Regions from separate parts of the Mus musculus genome. Here region 2 is linked to region 1. A link is a contact called in public Hi-C data. All regions are on one chromosome and are shown on one strand. The core of a region is the stretch at or near the end of the contact, and the rest is flanking DNA. Distances in the headings are between cores, read along the strand shown. Region 1 holds the start of Rgs17 (regulator of G-protein signaling 17). Region 2 has its middle 110 kb from the start of Rgs17.

The links. A called contact is a pair of places that touch in the nucleus more often than the background predicts.
Region 2: a Hi-C map of forebrain shows a contact between it and region 1, with 2.6 times the contacts expected there. The contact joins the enhancer-like site here to the promoter of Rgs17 in region 1. A contact is called at or near these places in 4 of 484 Hi-C or Micro-C datasets (adipose-derived mesenchymal stem cells, cerebral cortex, forebrain and 1 more).

What each region holds. Positions count from the first base shown.
Region 1 is chr10:5,921,042-5,924,674 of GRCm38.p6, reverse strand. It overlaps Rgs17 (regulator of G-protein signaling 17), which reads left to right and starts at 2,275. Exons shown (of 5, transcript NM_019958.4): 1 at 2,275-2,447.
Region 2 is chr10:6,034,214-6,037,747 of GRCm38.p6, reverse strand. No RefSeq gene overlaps it. Among named protein-coding and RNA genes, the nearest start is that of Rgs17, 110 kb to the right of the region's middle. Within about 2 kb of position 1,742, at least 14 of the 459 cell types and tissues checked have an H3K27ac peak or open chromatin away from gene starts, as enhancers often do. A contact at or near this core is called in cerebral cortex and forebrain, where this site is marked.

The DNA.
Region 1 (3,633 bases), core at 1,026-3,525:
GTTGTCCAGGTGAGAGATGATCATGGGCAGGACGGAGGCTACATGCGCTGAGAGGGAGCACAGTGTTCCAATTGGACATATATTTTTAAGGTAGAGGAAATATGACTTGCTAATTAACTGGATGAGGATGAAACAAGAAGGCAAAGTAAGGATGACTTCTCCATTTTTGGATTGGATAACTGGGTTGAACAGTCCAAAGAAGAACAGGTTTGGAGGGGGTGGATTTCCGCTGCTGAGCTTCTGAGACGCCTGGTAAATGAGGAGGTAATAATAGTAGCTACCTTGTGAGGTTGTCGTGAGGAGAAAATAGGAAACACATGAGAAGAATTTAGGCCAGTGTCAAGCAGGAAGTAATTGCTCAATAAAAATGGACAAGGATAGCTGTTGAAGTGAAGATGGCTACTCAAGAATCATTAATAGCTATAATTCTTCACTTAACTTGGGTCAGCAAAAGCTCATTAGAGATTAAGAATAAAGATGCCGATATTCGTGGGCGATAGTTGCAGAGACTAACATTATAGAACATCTGTCTTTTTCAATCCCTGTGTAACTCCCAAAGTAATTGTAGTGAGAGGTGCTGGCTTTAAAAGTGGTTAGATCAAGTGGATGAAGCCTCATACGTGGGTGTAGTGGTCTTCATAAGTGTCACCCCAGAGGCTGTCTTGTGTTCCAGCATGTGAGGAGAAAGCATGTCCATACGTCATAAAATAAACTCCACCCCTCATAAAATATCCAATCTGACTTAATCTGACCTTAGACCTTCCACTCTCCAGTATTGTGACAAGTTAGTTTCTGTTGCCTGTAAGTCACCCACTCTGTGGTATTTGTTAGAGCAGCCATAATGGACTAAGATAAACTTTCATAATCTCCAACAACAAAAATGAATTACCCTTAAATATAGCTGCCAAGGATAACTGAGCAAAGCACCCAGGTGCCATGGTGCTGGTAAATCGCTAGAAATTTTTCCAAATTTCACACTCTGCTTCTGTATTTATTTCTCATTACAGACCAATAGTTTGTAGACAGGCTCCAAGAAAGTGCACTTTCAGGGTATTAGTATCCAAAGCAGTAGATGTAGCTGAATAAAAAAGACCCTGAGTTATATTAATTGAAAGTTGTGGGGCTTTCTCAGGTGGGCTGGAATGCCAACAGTATTTGCACACTGGAGGACCCCTGGCAGGGGAGTGTCATGACATCTACAAACAATCAGTTCTAATTAGCTGTCAGGGAAGAGCCTAGTCGTTCCCGCGGGAACTCTCTCATCTCCACAGATGTGAAATCTAAAGAGAAAGATATCTGCTTTCCTCGCTCCCCCTCAGAAACACTTCAGCCTAACCACAGGAGGCACAATCTAGTACTTGGCATGCAATAAGCATCTAGGCTCCTTCACCACCAAGCTGCGCTCTGCTGGTGAGCAGAAAGATTGACAATTCCTGTGACTGCCAAGTGGTCCAATAAGGACGCTTTAGGCCCCAGGTTTCCAAACCGGGCTAAGAGTTCTTCTTTTTTTTTTAATTAGATATTTCCTTTATTAACATTTCAAATGCTATCCCGAAAGGTCCCTATACCCTCCCCCCCGACCCCCGCCCTGCTCCCCTACCCACTCACTCCCACTTCTTGGCCCTGGCGTTCCCCTGTAGTACTGGGGCATATAAAGTTTGCAAGACCAAGGGCAGGCTAAGAGTTCTTGACCCCTGCTCTGCCTTAGGTTTCTCTCGCTGAAAACCCCAGCTCCAGTGGCCCAGAGGGTACACATATCTAAGACCAGAGAGCGCCTGGAGGGATTCCTGGGTATTTCTGGGTAAGCCATCAATAACGCAGAGTCTAGAACTTACTTAACTTTACCTTCTCTTGAATCCCCCAGGCAAGAGGGTTGAAGCAAGCCCGAGGCTAAGGGAGCCTGAGTGCCTGAGAGGCTTGCAAGCATGGTCCCAGGGACTAGGTGAACATACATGGGCTTTGGGTAAAAGTGAACTGGGGGGTGGGGGAGGAGGTTCCTTCCCACAAAGTGTGTTCTCTCCAAGAAGCACCCCTGACCCCGACCCTCAACGCAGAACCTCCCCCACTGCTGTCGCCAGAGCCGCCTGGGCACAGAGACACTGACACTGTGAGCTCTGTCGCCGGGCGGGCACGCCGGGAAGGGACGCGACAGTGACTCACGCATCCGAGCGCCCGCGGGAGGGGAGGACGCCTCACCTCCGGCTGCGCGGGGCGAGGGGCTGCGCCTGTCTCCCGGACGCATGCGCTGCAAGCTGCTCCGCTCCCTCCCCGCCCACCCCAGCCTCCTCCCTCTCTGCTCTATCCTGGCCTCTCTCCCTCTCTCCGTCGCCGGGTGCTGAAGTTGGGCGGATGGCACGGAGCCTGCTCCGCTAGAGGACGGAGCAGCCCACTCTCGAGCACCCTCGGACCCGGACCCCGGAGCTCTCGCCCACATCTAAGTCTACCCGGTAAGACGCGACCTCTGAATCCCGGAGAGGATAAAAAAAAATAAAAATAATAACATGAAAATGTCTGCTTTGCACTGATGGGTGGGCTTGATTTTTTTTTTCTCTTCTTTTGCTCCCCCACCCCCACGGCGAGGGGGAGGTAGGATAGAGAGGGCGGAGGGGGCGCCCGCTGCCTGTGCCCTGGCTGATAAAGCAGTGGGGCGCGCGGGTCTCGGCGGGCAGCACCGCCCCGCGGCTCCGTGAAGTTGAATCCCGCGTGGTCCGCTTCAGGGCCCGGTCCACTCGCGTCCCCGGGCTCTGTGGAGGGACTGAACCGCTCTCCTGCGGGTCACGGCTTCGGGTGTCCCTGCTTCTGCGGGGAGAAATCTCAGCACCTTCGGGGACCTGGAGGAGGTGAGAGGGTGCTGCGGTGGCGGGTGGGGGAGCGCTCAGGGGTTCGGGGTCCCCAGGCTTTTCATAGCTGTTTGGTTAGTAGAGAATCGATGGTGAAAATAAATCGAGATGGTCTCAGCCGCGGACTGCCTCGATGGTCTCATTTCTCCCTTTATTTTTTGGTGCCTTTAGGGAAAATAAAGATTCAGGTGCAGGTGATGTCTTTACAAATACCTTGAGCAGCTGCTGTGTGTGTGCGCGCGCGCGCGTACGTGTGTGTGTGTGTGTGTGTGTGTGTGTGTGTGTGTGTGTGTGTGTGTGTGTGGTGCAGAGGTGAGAGTCTCTTTTGTTTCTCCCCCACCCCCTTTAGTCCAGAGAAAGCGAGTTCTTGTGTACTCTGCACCTGGTCTGTTTTACAGCAACCAAGGGGGTGAGGACCAGGAACGCCTACCAGCCCCCAGGCGCTGCCCCGCTTGGGTGCATTACAGACTCCCTTGCTGTGAGATCTGGCTCTCCTGATTATGGACGGATCACAGCTTCTAGCTGTCTCCTCGCTAGCCTGCCTCCTTCTCTCTTTTCTCTGGCTGCCGCAGAGGCTGGGTGCAGACACACTTTCCTGTTGTTTCCTCTTCATCCTACCTCTGTGTCTTAATGGAAAATGTCGGAGGACCTGAGGATGGCGGAAGGACAGAGCAGTGAGCAGTGGGTGGGGACCTGCTCCCGGCCAGCAGGAGACTGCTTGCTGTGCGTCTCAGGCAGTCCTTGCAGCTCACTCAGAAAACAGACTGAGCAGGGGTCACCTGGTCTAAAGGAT
Region 2 (3,534 bases), core at 493-2,992, 110 kb before region 1:
GTGCATCCTCTCCCCCTGAGGCCCAACCAGCTAGGAGAAGGAGGTCCAGTGGCAGGCAACAGAGTCAGAGACACTCCCACTCCAATAGTCAGGGGATCCACAGGAAGACCAAACTGCACATCTGCTACAAATGTGCTGGGGGCCTAGGTCCAGCGCCTGTGTGTGTAAATGTATAAGCAGTAGGTTTAGTAGTAATGAGTATAAAATACTTCTTCAACAATAGCCTAAAATATTTCATCTCAGAGATATAAATTTCTATTGAAAGCTCTTGATTTGTATCTCTTCCTGATAGGTCATTTCAATAGACCTCAATACCTAGCTCCATCTCACAAATCCATCTTATTTGTCTGGTGAACAAAAAATATGCTAATGTGTTTCTCTGTGTTCTTTGATTGCCTTTGAGACAGAGCCATGCTATCTAGCACACTGGCTTGAAACATACTTGGAACATACTAAAGTGGCCTCATACTCAGGATCTACCTGCCTCAGACTTCCAAGTGCCCGTATCCCACACATAAACCACAACATATGGCGAATTAAATTTTTTCAAAGTTTCTTGTCAAAGTTGTTGTTCTTCGAAAAGATTTTCTGGGAGGGAGGATAACAGTGCTTCAGGATATGTTTAGGGAGTGGAAGGGACATAGAGTTTGGCTTCTGCATCAAAAATAGACACAAAGGCAACTGTTGGAGAACCTTCTGTTTTACAGCTATTTGAAAGATTCACACTAGGTATTTTGGCACATGCTTATAGTTTCAGCATAAAAGAGGCAAAATGAGGGGAAAGAATAGAGGGGATCCGGGAGGGAGGGAGGGAGGGAGAGAGGGAGAAGGGAGCCAACACTCCACTCTCAGCACACTATACATAAATTACTGTTCACGAGTCCATCTCTGTTATTGTTATTGGATGGTTTCCACTGATAAGTAACTTGGTTACAGAGTTTAAGAAACCCAAAGGGCAGGATGAGCCCTTGCAGCATCCATCAGCATCCACATTCAGCAGCTCTCAAGCTTTTACCATTATATCCCTGGAGGCAAGCAAAAGGTACATGTACTGACTGCTTGTGCTGTGTGAGGGTTTCATGTCATTTACAGGACAAATGCTCTTTGCTTTTGTTATCTTGCATGCATCTGATGGAATGCAATTATGGAATTTAAGCCTTGTGATTATTTCTTCCCACTGAACATTTTTGATCCAAACTGTAACAGTGACCAGCATCTCATGTTCTGAGACATGGCCTGGTACAAGACAGTTTACCTTTTCTTAAAATAAAATATGATCGTGATCATACAATCACATAATCACAATCTTCTATTTTCATTGTTTTCTAAGGAAATAGAGATGTCTCTCCATCACACTCGGTCTGCTCCTTCCAGTTCTTAAGAATTCCTGCTCCACAGCCGGAAGTCCCTGACTTTCGTAAGCTATTTATGGCCAGCAATTAATTCAAGCAAAAGCAAAGAATTGTTTCCTCCCTCCCTTACCGGCCGCAGCCACTAATCTTACCACGAAAAATAGGAAGAAAAGTAAAGAGTCCTTCGCCTCACCTCATGAAGTTCCCTCCCAGATACACAAAGAAACTAAATCATGCCCTTATGTAAACGTCATCTAAGGTCGAATGCGGCTGCAGTTTGTCCATCTGCCATGTCCTGGGTTGTACAGGAGGTTCAGAGCATGCTGAGCTCAGAGCAGGCTGGCAACACCTGGGCTGGCAAAGGGACAACGAACTACGGTGCATTAGCGCCTCCTGGTGCTGCTGCCGAGAAGTGCAGCTGCAGAATTCGCACCCCTTCTGCGAGGAAGGTGCACTGATCTCCCTTCCGTGAATAAATTTGTTTCGCATTGCGCAACGGCACGTTAATTTATTGTGGAAAGAAGATAAAGTCTTAATAAAGGCTTTTGAAACGACCTCATTGTATGTCTAGTCAATGTTCGTGGCATGCCGTTGAGGAAGGGATTTTTAAGATTGTGTATAAAATGCTCTAATAATGTAGTCCATGAATAAATGCGGAGATCACAGCTAATTATTTAGAGAATTCTCTCACGTTTTTGTTTTATTATAAACATCACACACACAATGAAGAGCTCGAAGTGATTATAACGGCTTCATTCCATTTCAAATTATTTGTTTGCATAAACTAACTCAAATTCCACAGATAACAGTCTCAGAAAACCAGTTCTAAAAAATAAAATACAGAAATAGAAATTAACAGAAAAGAGCTTGGTTTGTCTTTCCAGAAGATCATTAAGTGCCTGTCTGATGCTTTATAAGCCATGGGTAAACATCAGGAGAAACGACCTAAACCACGGTACTGCCAGGGCTGAACCCCCAATAAGTGAGGCTGTACCCTTATATTAACACCCTAGAAAGCCTGCATTTCTCTATCACCCATGTCTCCTCAGGACCATTCTGCTGTCAAAATTAAAGGGAGATAGATACAAATTGCAAGCAACTCAATTTCTTCTGGAAGACATTTTAGAACATTTTAAATGTTCCTTACTGTAAAAATGGCTCAAGCCTGAATCTCACGGGGGGGGGGGGGGGGGGGACGGACTTAACGCCAGCTGCTCTGTCTAGAATCTGGTCATTAATAAGTTTCAGAACTGTGGACTATGTTAATATATCTCACATTTGGCAAATGTGATTCGTTCTCATTCACATGTGAAATAGATGTGTTAAGACCTCATCCTCATCGCTGTGCACAGGAAGTTCTTCCTTAAGTACCTCTGATATGGATTCCTGTGTGCTGGGGGAAGGTGTGTTAACGTACAAACAGGCAGTGCTGGGCACGGGACCCAGGGCCTCCTGTGTGGGAGGCGAGCCCAATCCAAGTCCCTTTCATGTGCAATTGAAATTTAAATTGAATTTTAAAGTGTTCTAAATTCAATTTGAAGGTGAGCAAAAAGCTTACACAATGACTTGGAACGGTACGAACAGGAGGGTGGCCATGAATTCAAGGCCAGCTAGTAGGTATGATATACTCCAGGCCAGGCCGAACTACAGGCTGACTCAAAACAGGAAAAACTAGCAGACAAAGGTTTCTTTGTGTGGAACTTAAAACTCTATATGATTATCTGTTTTGTCTTGTTTTGGTTTGGTTTGGTTTTTTAGGTTTTTTTAAAAACTTATTCACTTTATGTCCAGATCACAGTCCCCCACTCTCCTCACAGCCTCTCCTACAGCCCCTCCCTCACCTCCTTCTCCCCTGAGAAGAGGGAGCTCTCCCTCAGGTATCACCACGCTCTGGCACTTCAAGTCACTGCAGAACAAGGTGCATCCTCTCCCACTGTGGTCAGACAAAGCAGTCCACTTCAGGGGAACAGGACTCACGGACAGGCAACAGAGTCAGAGACAGCCCTCACTCTGGTTGTTGGGGGACCCACATGAAGAACAAGCTGCACATCTGCTACATGTGCAGGAGGCCTAGATCCAGCCTGTGCTTGCTCTGTAGTTGGTGGCTCAGTCTCTGGGAGAACCCAGGGGTCAAGGTTAGCTGACTCTATGGGTCTTCCTGTGGGGTTCCTTTTCCCTTCAG